Linked DNA regions of Cyprinus carpio: region 1 is linked to region 2. Evidence: chromatin contacts called from public Hi-C data. All regions are on one chromosome and are shown on one strand. Each heading gives the region's core, a stretch centred on a gene start, on an enhancer-like site or on the middle of the called end of the contact. The rest is flanking DNA. Distances are from core to core; before and after follow the strand shown. Region 1 holds the start of LOC109045337 (WD repeat-containing protein 41-like). Region 2 overlaps ap3b1a (AP-3 complex subunit beta-1).

Region 1 (7,083 bases), core at 3,382-5,881, 86 kb before region 2:
AAATATCTCACCGTTGATGTGGATGAGAGAATGGATGGTGTCCTGATGGTCAGCTAGATGACACATGGCCATAACCGCAATGTCTGATCCAGACAGGTTCAGCTTAAATATCACTGGAACATCAGAAGCAATTTCAAATCATTCATTCAGCTACAAGCGAACTCATTAATAACACAACTTAAGCTGCAACACCAAAGTCATTTCTACTTAGAGTATGTTTTTAACTGGATAGAGCTTTGACATTAAGATTTATGAAGACCACAAGAGCTTTTGCCAGACCAGTGAGTGTAAATCTTTTCATATTTGTTGAAAATACCATTCATTTTTTTAGGCACACAAAAATTATTTTTCAGTTACCGATTTCTTTATCCATGGCAGCTGCAATGAAGTTCTTTGGTAACTCCACCATGGTTGAGATGCCTCAGAATAAAGCAAAAGATTTATGAAAATATATTTAAATACACTACTGTTCAAAAGTTTGGGATCAGTAAGATTTTTTTCAAATAAATTAATACGTTGATTTTTTTAAGGATGCATTAAATTGATAAAAAAAAGTCACAGTAAAGACATGTATAATGTTACAAAAGATTTCTGTTTCAAATAAATGCTTTCCATTCATCACATAAATCCTAAAAAATGTACCACAGTTTCCACAAAAATATTATGCAGCACAACTGTTTTTAGCATAATAATAAGAAATGGTTCTCTAGCAGCAAATCAGCATATTAGAATGATGATTAATGATGCTGAAAATTCACCTTTGTATCACAGGAATAAATTACATTTTAAAATATATTCAAATAGAAAACAGTTATTTTAAATTGTAAAAATATTTCACAATATTACTGTTTCTACTGTATTTCTGATCAAATGAATGCAGCCTCGGTAAGCATTGAAGATTTACTGAAAGTAGTTTGATGTTGCATAAATTACACACTGCCACTTTAAGTTTATAAAAGTATTAGCACTGTGTTGTAGTGATGTTATCTTGCGTTTTGTAGTCTGTATTTGGTCTTGGACAGAGGTTGGACATACATTTATTTATCTGAGTGTGTGTTTTGGATTGTGTACCTGCGTCGCTGTGATGAACCGTTTTACACTGCAGCTCAAAGTCTCTGTTCCAAACACACAGTTCATTTCCACCCGAGAGCCACACGTCCAAACGAACCAACACCAGCAAACACTGAAAAACAGACACCTCCATCAGCGAACACACACACAAAATCCACCTACACACACTGAAAGAGGAACAGACTTGTTTCCACACACAATCCAAACCATCTGCGCACTGAAACAGGAAGACATGAAGCTGTAGCACATGCTGTACCTTCACTGAGGACTGGAGATCAGATATGTTCTGCACTCGGTTTCCTGAATCTGGATCCCATAACTAGGGTAGAATTAAGGGAATGCTTCAACCCTAAACACACACACACTTCAGCAGAGGTTTGTGTAAAGGATACACTGAGCGTGCGGTCTGATGATGCGGTAAGGAGCGCCGTGTGTGCGTTTCCTCCTCTGATGAAGGTGTATGATGTCATTGCAGTGATCTGCTGTGTATGACCGCGCAACGCAAACAAACAGTCTCCAGTCTGAAACACACACAAACAAGTGCTGCTGGTTTTGCATTTATATTGAGTGTTGGGGTCACACAGTAAATGTAATACAGTAAAACGGCAGAGCATAATCATAATTTAAAAAATATATATTTTTATTTTATATTAACAATATAATACTGTTTTCAAAATATATGAAATCTCAACATATATATTACTGGCTGGCTAGTCCTCGCTCATCACTTGCATCCAAAACAAAGTAAATCAAGCATATATTTTTTTGTATCAAGTATAGCAAGTATTCCACACACAATCCAAACCACACACAGCCATGAAGCTGTAGCACATGCTGTTTTCACTTTACTATATATGGAAGATGAGGATATGTTCTGCACTCGGTTTCCTGAATCGGATATACTAGGGTAGAATTAAGGGAATGCTTCAACCCTAACACACACAATCAGCAGAGGTTTGTGTAAGGATACACTGAGCGTGCGGTCTGATGATGCGGTAAGGAGCGCCGTGTGTGAGTTTCCTCCTCTGATAATGGGTATGGATGTCATTAGTGTAGAGCTGCTGTGTATGACCGCGCAACGCAAACAAACAGTCTCCAGTCTAGAAACACAACACTAACAAGTGCTGCTGGTTTTGATTGAGTGTTAGAGGGTGTCACACAGATAAATGTAATACAGTACAAACGGCAGAGCATAATCATAATTAACTTTTATATTTATTTTTCTACATTAACAATATAATACTGTTTTCAAAATATATGAAATCTCAAAATATGAAATTTCAAAACAAATTAAATCAAGCATATATTTTTTGTTTTGAGTTTTCAGTATTAATTAAATAAAGAATGTTTATAAATATTTTTGTATATATTTTACAGTATTAAAATATATATATATGTTTTATATTTAAATATTGTGTGTGTATATACTGAAATACGTGTGTATATTTAACATTTTATATTTTTTAAATGAGCTAAAACACTTATTAAAACAAACATAAAACCATTTTGAGAACATTTAATGAATACATCACAAAGTTTTATATTTATTTTTCTATATTTATAATATATTGTGAAAATAAAATTCTATACTATAGCATAAAATATAAATGTTATGTAGTGTGTGTGTGTGTGTGATATATATATATATATATATATATATATATAAATATATAACAACACACTTGAGTTCATTTTATAAGAAAATATATGTTTATAGGAGTACATTTTAGAGAGAGAGAGAGAGAGAGATAGCTCATATTTCATGAGAGAATGTTATTTATTTGTTCATTTATTTAAAATAGATTTTAACAGACAGGAGGCTTTTGAGGGCTGTGTTGCCTCAATGCAAAAAAAAAAGTTTCTGATTTTATTTAATTTTATTAATAAAAATGTTAAAATTACTTTTACCAAAAGAGTATCAACTAGGCTGACCTCTGACCTATTTCATGTAATTACCATATCAATAACATGTGATTAGCATATTCATAAACTTCTGTTCTGCTCACCTCAACATTCCAAATGAGCACCAGGCCGTCATCACCTGCAGACGCAAACCTGCCAATCACAAAACACACAGATGTTGGGTAAAACCTGACGCTTCACATCCATTAACTAGTTTAATGGTTAAATAAAAGAAAGCATAAAGCCCAAAATATAACTATGACAGATCTCCTTCTCTGACTGGATTTTAACAATCGCGGGATTCTCACGACACCTTTGACCTCTCGAGCTCAGAAACGAATCGTCTGCAGGAAGAACAGGAGAATGAAACTATGATAAAGGGATGAGATACAGGAAATATAGAAGGGATCGGAGAAGAGAAACAGGACTCGGGACTCTAAAAGCAATCAGCGATGTTCTGCACACTGACCTCACCTGAAACTCTCCTCCTGCACCGAGATCATCAGGAGCAGCCAGCCATAACACACACACACACACACTTCCAAACGCTCTTCTCCATCACTTCTATAAAAATAACCCCTGCCTTACACTGCGTGTTTGTATATACATGAGCTTTCTGAAAGCCTCCAGTGCAGATGTTTTCATGCAGACGTGTTTAATATGGACAGGCCTAGGGCTGATGGACACTATCAAGCTGATGTCGAAGTGCACACACACACAAACTCCCTCAAGCTGTGATGATTAAGCTCTTGTCACGCTCTGTAAGTTTACGTTTGGAGAGGATCTAGCTCAGTCTTAGCTGTCAATCACTGGTCAGAGGCAGAAGAAGAGGATTGCTTACCTTAAGTCATCAATCTGCACCAGAAATCGAACAATGTCAAAGTGTCCTTTCAGCACCTGCATCTCCGTGAAACAGTTTTTGGGCTGTTCCTCCCCAATGAACAGCGCCGCACTTCTGCCCATGAACAGAATATAATAGACAAAAGAATCATTGCTTCAATCTAGCTCAGAATGTGCTGAAATGACTGTTGTTTGATCGACTGCCTCGGCCTGTCTCTCTCTGATACATGTACTGAACTCCTGCAACTAGAAGTCTTTAAGAGAACTAGACACTGAAACCAGCTTCTTATCTTCTGCTTATTGGTAAATAATGGCAATAACATGGACATAAGTCATGCCACAAAACTGGAGTTTTCGTGGCTTTTAAATTGCATGGCTGATAACAGCTTTAACTCTGTGTTATTTCAGGCATTTCAGGTGTATAAAAAAAAATAATAATAAAATCATAAAAAAGTTTGGGACATAAAACAGAGAAGTTTCATAGGGTTACCCACATACACTAGTTTGTGTTTTACTATGGCTTGTACTCACCTCCACTGTTCCCTGCGCTTCCCGACCTCCCAGAATCCACCGCAGCATGTTGGTTTTTTAAAAGAGCATCTGACTTTACATGCAAACGAATGGATTTTGTGTTTAAATAAATCACAAGACAAATCAGTGTAGCTGCATGTTGCGAAAGCGGCTGGCAGAGACGCGCGGTGCGTTCTGTTGATATTCCTGATGTGAGGAGTCTTTATTGAAACACTAATCTCTATCAAAATACATTTCCATCTGTGACGCACCGAAACATTAAAGCACGTTCTGTCTGACAGAACGCGTCACGCGTCACGTCTGATACAATGTATCAGTTCCGCGCCGGTTCTGCTTTAGATCCAAAACACTTCAGTTAGAGCAGATAAGCGGGTCAAATGACCGGCGATAATCGGAAACCTTCATATAAATTCATCTCTTTGACAGTATTTTCGGCCAAATTTGTCTCTGCTCTATGACAGCCTCATATCAGCGGCTCACTACAAACAATCTGCGGACTCACGTGACTAGCTACGGAAGCTTCCAGGGAACACACGTGACCCGCGGTGTTTTCGAAGCGAAAAACACCAAAGTTCTACAGTTTATCTTTTATTGGAGGTTGGTTTGCATATGTAGCCTACCAGTCCCAAATTTAAACAAAATATGCAGCATATAAAACAAAACTTAATATACGGATTTATTTTTTCCTGTAAGCAAATTCTTCTGTCAAATTCTTTGTATATTATCATATTTTTAACTGTATTGTTGGTATCGTGGTTCATTATATATAAAAACAAAACATAATCTGTGATATGTGTATTTTTTTCTGTAAAATCTTGTAATATGTTTCATATTATTAATATATTTTATTTTTATTTATATATTGTTATTGTTGATGTATATAAAAACAAAACAATCTGTGATACCATGTGTATTTTTTATGTAAGAAAATTATTGTTTCAAAGTATCATTTTTTTTAATTGTTTTTGTGGTGATCATGCCACCGCTAGATGTCAGTACACACCAACTCAAAAACATGTCTGCGACACTAACGAGGTTATCCCCAGCTTCAGGGAATCAGTCCAGTTTATTCAGTCACTAGTGTCTGTGATCTCCTCCCAAATGTGTTATTCACACGGATAAAGGTAACCGTATGGCATGGCATCTACTGAATAATCAAGTAAACACATTAACGCAATACTTTTAAGCCTTTTCTCTGGCTACATTCTCCCTCAGGTCTTCAAAAGAGTGAGAGTGATGGACTCTGTGTGTGAATGCTCAGGAATTATTTGAGGATTACCATCACCTCACCTTACAGAGATGTGGCCCCTCTCGAAATCCCACTGGGCCCTTGTGACCCCACACACACACACACACACATACACAGAGATGAGCGAATCGCGTGTGTTCTTCTCAGATAGAGACGCGTGTGTGAGCGAGTGTGACCTTCATGCTGAGCTCTAGCGTTGATTTCTGATTTAGTGTCAATCCGCTGCGCTTGTCATGCCAGGCGAGGTGCTTTCCACAAGGTAATAGAAAAACTCAAGGGCAGAGAGAGAGAGGGGAGGGGAGCAGGAGACGGAGGGAGATGGAACTATCCGAACAAGGTGCAAAGAAACAACAGAACAGTCCAAATGCAAGAGAAATTAAAGCAAGGATGGAGATAAATGTTGACAATTAAAAGTTTATTCACACTTCCTGAAGAAAATGCAAATGTTGCCAGGGCAGCAAAAAAAAAATTAATTTTAAGAAAAAGTAAATATTTATATTCAATATTTATTGCTTATTTATAGTAATTATTATTATTATTATTTATTATAAAACTCAGCAATATGCTATATAAATTATAAAATAAATGTAAAAACGTGGAGACCAATCATAATTCAGTATGTATTAAGAATAATAAAGGAGATCAGCAAAACACGATAACTATAACAAAAAAGCTAGCTATACAGTTTTAATTATTTTCTAATTATAATAGAGACGTCCACGTCACAGCTCTAACGATACAGACACATAGCAACAATATCCTATAAATCACTTCTGAACTTTTCTTTTCACCTGATGAACAACAAAAACATTGACAGCCAATCAGAATCCACAGAATTTAACAATATTAAAGGGATACTCCATCCCAAAATGAAAATTTTGTCATTAGTCACTTACCCCCATGTCGTTCCAAACCCGTAAAAGCTTCGTTCGTCTTCGGAACACAATTTAAGATATTTTGGATGAAAACCGGGAGGCTTGTGACTGTCCCATAGACTGCCAAATAAAAAACAGTGTCAAGGTCAGAAGAGCGTACGCCATCTGCGTACTAGTCAGATTTGTCAAAATGGTGCTATGCTGATTTGGAGAGACACTGAAGAGACGAATTGTTGAATAAAGTCGTTATTTTGGTTTTCTTCGTGTACAAAAAGTATTCTCGTCACTTCATAACATTACGGTTGAATCACTGATGGCAGATGGAGTATTCTGACGATGCTTTACATACTTTCCTGGACCTTGACACTGTTATTTATTTGGCAGTCTATGGGACAGTCACAGGCCTACTGGTTTTCATACAAAATATCTTAAATTGTGTTCCGAAGACGAACGAAGCTTGGAACGGATTTGGAACGACATGGGGGTAAGTGAATAATGCCAAAATTTTCATTTTGGGATGCAGTATCCCTTTAAGCAGCAAACAATAAAATTACAGCACTTAATTAACAGCCTTGGTGTGGACACTAATATAGTTATCGTTTTTTTGTTGTTGTT
Region 2 (6,637 bases), core at 2,964-5,463:
TGAATAAAAGTATAAACTTCTTTAAAAAAAAAAACTCCAAATGTTTGAATGGTAGTGTATATGTCACTGCATATCACCCTTTATACAGAAGAATATTACTTAACTGTAATTAAAATGAGCTTTATATTGTATAAATATACAATACAACTTAGAGGCCATGCTGTATTGTGTATATAATGACAGATAAAGGGTGAATTTAGGCACAGCGCAATCATAAAAATAAAGAAAGAAAGATTTTCATGCATCTTTAAAGTCCTGTTGACTTTGGCTTTCCTGAGAATGGGAACTGACTCACTGAGTTGAGTTTGTAGCGGTTACACATTAAAAAGCAGGACGGCATCACAAAGCCCACGCAGAATATTCACGCTATCAGTTACCATGGCAACACACGTACAACCACGCCACCCAAGCAACCTGCAACATCTCCAGGTTTAATTGAAAGCGCAGTGTTTACATTGGCCTAATTGGAGTCGAATCACGTCGCAACAGAATTTAAAAATAATTACTAAGGCACCAGCCGAATGCCTTCAAATCCTCTGATTTTACCCGTTTCTAACCTCAATAAATCTACTTTAATTGAGGAAAAACACAGCATGCCATGTGTTTTGTCAGAACACTGTGATCGACTCTGTTATTTTGAACTAAAATTACAGCAGGATCTTGAAGGCCTGCTGTTCAGTAGCTACAGTTAGCGTGACCTCTAGTAATCTGAGTGAATTGGCTCCCATTTCACATACACTTGAGTTTATTTTAACAGCTTTTAATTGTCATTACGAGTGGAGTTGCATGTTGCTGATGGACTGTAATTCTCTTCATTTTATGAACTAAACAGTGCATGAGCAGGACTGCTGTTTACAGCACCGTCTCACTCAGAACACACTCATTCAAACCTGTGATGCACAAAAATGCTGCCTAGGTATGCAGCTCACTAGATCTTGGCACAGACGATTTTTATTTATTTATTTAATTCTCTGATGTAATGATTTTTGTACAGTATGAAATGTTTTAAAGGGAGAGAAACCAACTATTACAAAACATCACAGAATTCATCAAATCTTGCTACCATTGGCATATTATGTCATTCACAAATTGGCATTATATATAAACTAAAACCATAAAAAAAAAAAAAGTTTATTACTTGAAATAAAACCCATCACATTTTTAAACATATTTTAAAAAAAAATCATGTAGTTTAGCTTAATGTATTAAAATGACTGAAACTGAAATAAAAATTAATAAATCATGTAGTTTAGCTTAATGTATTAATATTATATCATTTGAAATTAGAATTAATAGTCTTTAGACGTAAAAAAAAGAAAAAAAGAAATTCACAAATATTCACTTAAATGTTTTATTTAAAAAAAAATAGCTGTATTTTTTCTTTTTTTCTTTCTTTTTTTGCATTTTAATGTTTGGTAATTATTTTTTTTTATATAATCTGTCCCTAATGTGCTGAAGGGGCTGTATGTACTCAGTTGTAATCAACACCCTTTACCCATAATTACTTTTATAATATAGCACAGCATCTCATAAGTTATTTGGTGATTATTATTTCATAATTTAGATATAGATAGTATGATCTATAATGATTACGCCATCAAATTACACAGAGATAAAACCAGGCTGAAGTGAAGCAGCAGCACAGGCGAGGTGAGCGCATGATGAGTGTTTTTCTCTTGAAGTGCATCTTAACAGCACACTGACATCTTAACAGCCTCCAGTGATGAAAGGAGATGGTGCTGAATTCTCTCTCGCACACGTCCCTTCCATAAAAATGCCAGCCGCACATCTGTGTGCACATCATATCAACTCTGTGTGTGATAAACAAGTGTCATAATGCTCAATAAATATGTGGCTTGTTGCTTGACAGAGAAAAGCCTCACACTGGCCATAAACTACAATTTCTCTCACTTAATGGGCAAATGTACTGAGAATCTCTTGATGCACACTCTCAAACACACATACGCACATCAGCAGGGGCCCTACAGTCAGAAAGTATAGCCTTTGTTTATGGGATGGAATGTCTTTAATGGCTTTAACATTATGATTCATGTGCAAGCCACGGACTGACAGATTATGAGACTGGTGTTAAACACACATTATTATGAGCTATTAATATTAAAGCTTACAGTTCTATCTTAGCTGGACATTGGTCATGATGCACAGTTTGTACCTCTGTCTCAGTTTGTCTCACGTCAGCATGGCTTTCAGTCTGTCAGAAGTCCCGTCCTGGACTGATGCCCAGTCTGGAAAATGGTATTGGTGTAAATATTAGGAATTGAACTGAGCATTTAGGTGAACTAACCCTAAAATTAAACTTACATATAGTTATTTCTTTCAAATATATAGTGCCCCCAAAATGTATTTGGACACAACCAAAATGAACGAATGAATGACTTTGATGCATTAGAAAGTCTTGCATTAGGAGAAAAAACAGAACAAAACAAAACAAAAAACAAAAAAACAGAACAGAACAAAGAACAAAACAGAACAGAACAGAACAGAACAAAAAACAAAAAACAGAACAGAACAGAACAGAACAAAACAAAACAAAAAACAGATCAGAACAGAACAAAACAAAAAACAGAACAGAACAGAACAAAACAAAACAAAAAACAGAACAGAACAAAAAACAGAACAGAACAGAACAAAACAAAAAACAGAACAGAACAAAACAAAACAAAAAACAAAACAAAAAACAGAACAGAACAGAACAGAACAGAACAAAACACAAACAAAAAACAACACATCCATAACACATCCATACACACAAAACAGAACAGAACAGAACGGAACAGAACAGAACAGTGTTGAAAGAAAGGTTCGGGTGAGGATTTTATAAATTCAAATTTTAAAAAACAGAACAGAACAGAACAAAAAACAAAAAACAAAACAAAAAACAGAACAGAACAGAACAAAACAGAACAGAACAGAACAAAAAACACAAAACAAAACAAAAAACAAAACCCAAGTCCATATGAAACTGATGATAAATAACTGATCTAAATCCCTAATTATCTTGTAGGACAAAGCATACAGTTCTCTCTGGCATTGAATGAGGCTTCAAACGCACTGAATGTTGTTTTTTGTGGTGTCCAGGATGGCCTGCGTTCGATACAATGTTAACTGAATCCTAACAAGGTATTTGGGATCTTTACTCTCATAATAAACATCCTCAAAAGAACTGAAATACAAACTGTTCCCCATACTTCATGCTGAACAATGATGGAAGATATTATCTAATTTATTTCATATGATGATACTGATTGGTTGATCATATAATAGGAGAGTGTTGTTATCTAGTTAGTTCTCTGACATCATCTCAGTACATGACTACTTTAGTTTCAATCAGAGATCAGAGGTATTTCTTCATAAATGTTCCCTCTTAAGAAACTTATTTTAGAGAGATATGTGTCAGGAACACATCATAGGCAATAAACAAATATCATACTGTACAGAAAGACTTGATTCATACTCTGTTCATTAGCAGCTTCATTTAAACCAGACGTCATGTGATCGTGACATCACAGTGAATCCATGTGTCACAAAACCAATCGCAGTATAATATGATACAAATAAGAAAAACAAACTTCTCAGTTTCCATATTTTTTTTTTAATCACTGTAATTTAAACAAATGAAACTCCTGACTAAAATAATAATTTTAAGAAAGGCACTTCACATAGTTTTGCAATTTTGCATGTTTTGGTCACACAAAGAGCAGATGGAGAACGGCACATTTATCAAAATGAAATCTTACCAACAAAAAACTGTCCAGACTATCAGCATTGAGCTTGAAAAGCCTGTCTGAATAGAGTCAAACCTCACAGATTAGCAGAGAACATTAATGCGCACGTAATGAAAGCAAAGAATTATGCAAAGCATAATTGAGGCATAAAGTCTCTTGAAATGAGAACAGATATGAAGCCATCTTTCTGTCATCTTTTCAAAACAATACAAATTCTCCCAAGTGTCATTATGACCCAGAGTGAGCTATATTTGAACACAGCACCTGTCCGTGACTGAACTTGTGAGTGTGAAAGAGTGACAGTGAGATCTGATCTCTTTCTAGGGGCCGCTGTTGGTCAGGGCCGTTTTAAACTGTCGCAGGAGCATAGAGCCTATTACTGTTTTCTCAGTGTTAATGGTGATCACAGCGTCAGGATCCTTCAGGGCGACCGACACCAGGACCAGAGATCCAGAACTCACTGTCTTACCGGCAAACCTGGAGATACACACAGAAAAATGGATTGGCCGGTTAGTTGGCATTTCATCGGCATGCCAGCTTCATGCCGAGCAATGAGTTTAAACAGGTTTTTCTTTTTAAAGTACATTTTTAAAGTTTGCTTCAGACAGAAAATCTACAATGGATTCAGCATTGACTTAAAATATCTTCAAAAGTTTCTTCAACAGAGAAATATACTGTAAAACATTAGAACAATATAATTCATTCAAAATGGACACAATTTACTTAAATACCCTTTATATTATTGTGCACAATTCATCAGTTCATATTCCTCCAAAAATGACTCTTCTGAAGACGTAACCGATGAACTTGAAATGAATTGCAAGAACTGTGAATGAGAATTTTATAAACTAAATTAGAGAGTAAATGAAAGGTGCCTGCCACAGTCAATATATTTGCAGTGTTTGCAGAGGATTTAATGACTAATGATCTGAAAAGAAGGTGATAATGATAATAGCCAAACTACAGTTAGTATTAATATATTAAAGGTTTACAAAATATCCTAGTATTATTATTTTTGAACCATTGTCAAAAGAAACATTGATGAGAAACACACACACAACTAACATGTATATCAAACAATATAGATTTTTTTGTTAATTGTGTAAGGTAAATACTATTCCACATGCCATAACTCATTCATAATATAATATAATATAACATAATATAATATACATGCCATAACTCATTTATAATATATTTTATTTTATGTGGTTTGGTTTAATATTGTTTTTGTGGATTTTTTTAAAAATGTTTTATAAAAGTTTATTGTTTGTGTGTAATAACAAATTTTTGTTTGTTTGCAAAATGAATATCAGATTTCTAAGAGTTGATAACAATGAATAAGTATATAAATTAATAGATTAATTAATAGATCTATTTAATAAAGTGCATAAATATGTGCCATACCCATATGTGAGCACTGAAGAGTGAAGGGGGAGAAGTGTGGGTGGTGAACAGGAACGGCAGTCTATTATTTGGTCTGATTAAGAAGCTATTAGGGGCCAAGGGACACACTCCTGTCAATCACAGACTCGAACCTGGTAGCCTCTCACAGACAGGGAGCAAAGTGTGGGGGGGTGCACTAAATAGAGTGCAGAGGACTAGATCAACTTCAGTGGAGATGGAGTAAAGCATACAGAGCAATATTACGATTTTAATAAAAGCTCCACGGGAATTATTGTGTGGCAGTATTAAAGGACATTCACATCAGTAGAGAAGCGATTAAACAAATAGAATTGTGATTTTCATTAGCGATTCATTCTGCTTTGTCATTTCACATTAATATCCAAAACTAAGTATACTTTACTTTTACATTACATTTTAAACGTAGTCATTTAGGAGACACTTTTATCCAAAGAGACTATTTGCAGTACACAAGTTGCAAGTGTAAGCTAGAGTAGTTCACAAGCAATGCAAACTTTCATTGGGATCTGCACAAATTTAGCATACCTAAAAAAAAATGCATAAGACGCTGCAATTAATGTGCTTTAAACAATAAGCTAAGAGACGCTGTTCTATATTCAAAATAAAAGATTGTGATTTAGATGATATTATTGTGTTTTATGTTATATATTCAAAATAAAAGGATGTTGGGGCACAAAATATAAAAGAAATCGCTGTTCTATATTCAAAATAAAAGGATGTTGGGGAGAAAATTGTAATTTGAAAAAACAAATAATCATTGTGGTAAAAATAAACATAATTAAAGAAAAATAAATTAATAAAACAAAAAATCAAACAAATTATAATTAAAAAAAAAAAAAACAAATAATCTTCTTTGGTGGTAATAATAATCATTATAAAAAATTTTATTTTAAAAAAAAAAAAAAAAATTTTGTTTTTAAAACAAAACAAATAATCTTCATGGTAAAAATAAAATAAAATAATAATACTAAATAAAATATAAAATAAAAACAAATAAACAAAAACAAAAAAGAATAATAAAAATGAATGAATGGAAAATAAATAAATACTCAATCTGCATCGTAAAAATAAACAAGATAAATAACAAAATAAAATAGAAAAACAAATAAATGATAATTTTATATATATATATATATATATAAAATATACCTATATATATATATATATATAAGATTATATATACATATATAGATATATATATATATATATATATAGATATATATATATATATATATATACACACACACACACTCACATACATTCACCATAATGATTATTTGTTTGAAGATTGTTATGTTTGAAAAATTCTAAAAGGCTTGCTAATGACACATTCTCCAAATATCTCTTAATAAAACAGTTTGACCATTTCTAATGGTATGAAAAGGAGATCAGTTTAATTTCATATACAAACTAAGGATAATAAGGCCTCTAACTAAGGCCTCTATGAGTAATGCGCAGTGGTACAG

What was found. Hi-C and Micro-C count contacts between places; a contact is called where the count stands out from the background.
Region 1: a Hi-C map of skeletal muscle shows a contact between it and region 2, with 4 times the contacts expected there. The contact joins the promoter of LOC109045337 here to the enhancer-like site in region 2. A contact is called at or near these places in 3 of 8 Hi-C or Micro-C datasets (liver and skeletal muscle).

The regions. Positions count from the first base shown.
Region 1 is chrA21:4,659,131-4,666,213 of ASM1834038v1, reverse strand. It overlaps LOC109045337 (WD repeat-containing protein 41-like), which reads right to left and starts at 4,631. Exons shown (of 13, transcript XM_042711404.1): 1 at 4,345-4,631; 2 at 3,815-3,928; 3 at 3,078-3,126; 4 at 1,464-1,592; 5 at 1,328-1,390; 6 at 1,072-1,183; 7 at 358-420; 8 at 12-113. The coding sequence starts at 4,631.
Region 2 is chrA21:4,573,442-4,580,078 of ASM1834038v1, reverse strand. ap3b1a (AP-3 complex subunit beta-1) reads right to left here. Exons shown (of 27, transcript XM_042778653.1): 27 at 3,449-4,223. The coding sequence ends at 4,067. Among protein-coding and RNA genes, the nearest start is that of LOC122149272, 25 kb to the left of the region's middle. Within about 2 kb of position 4,213, at least 1 of the 8 cell types and tissues checked has an H3K27ac peak or open chromatin away from gene starts, as enhancers often do. A contact at or near this core is called in skeletal muscle, where this site is marked.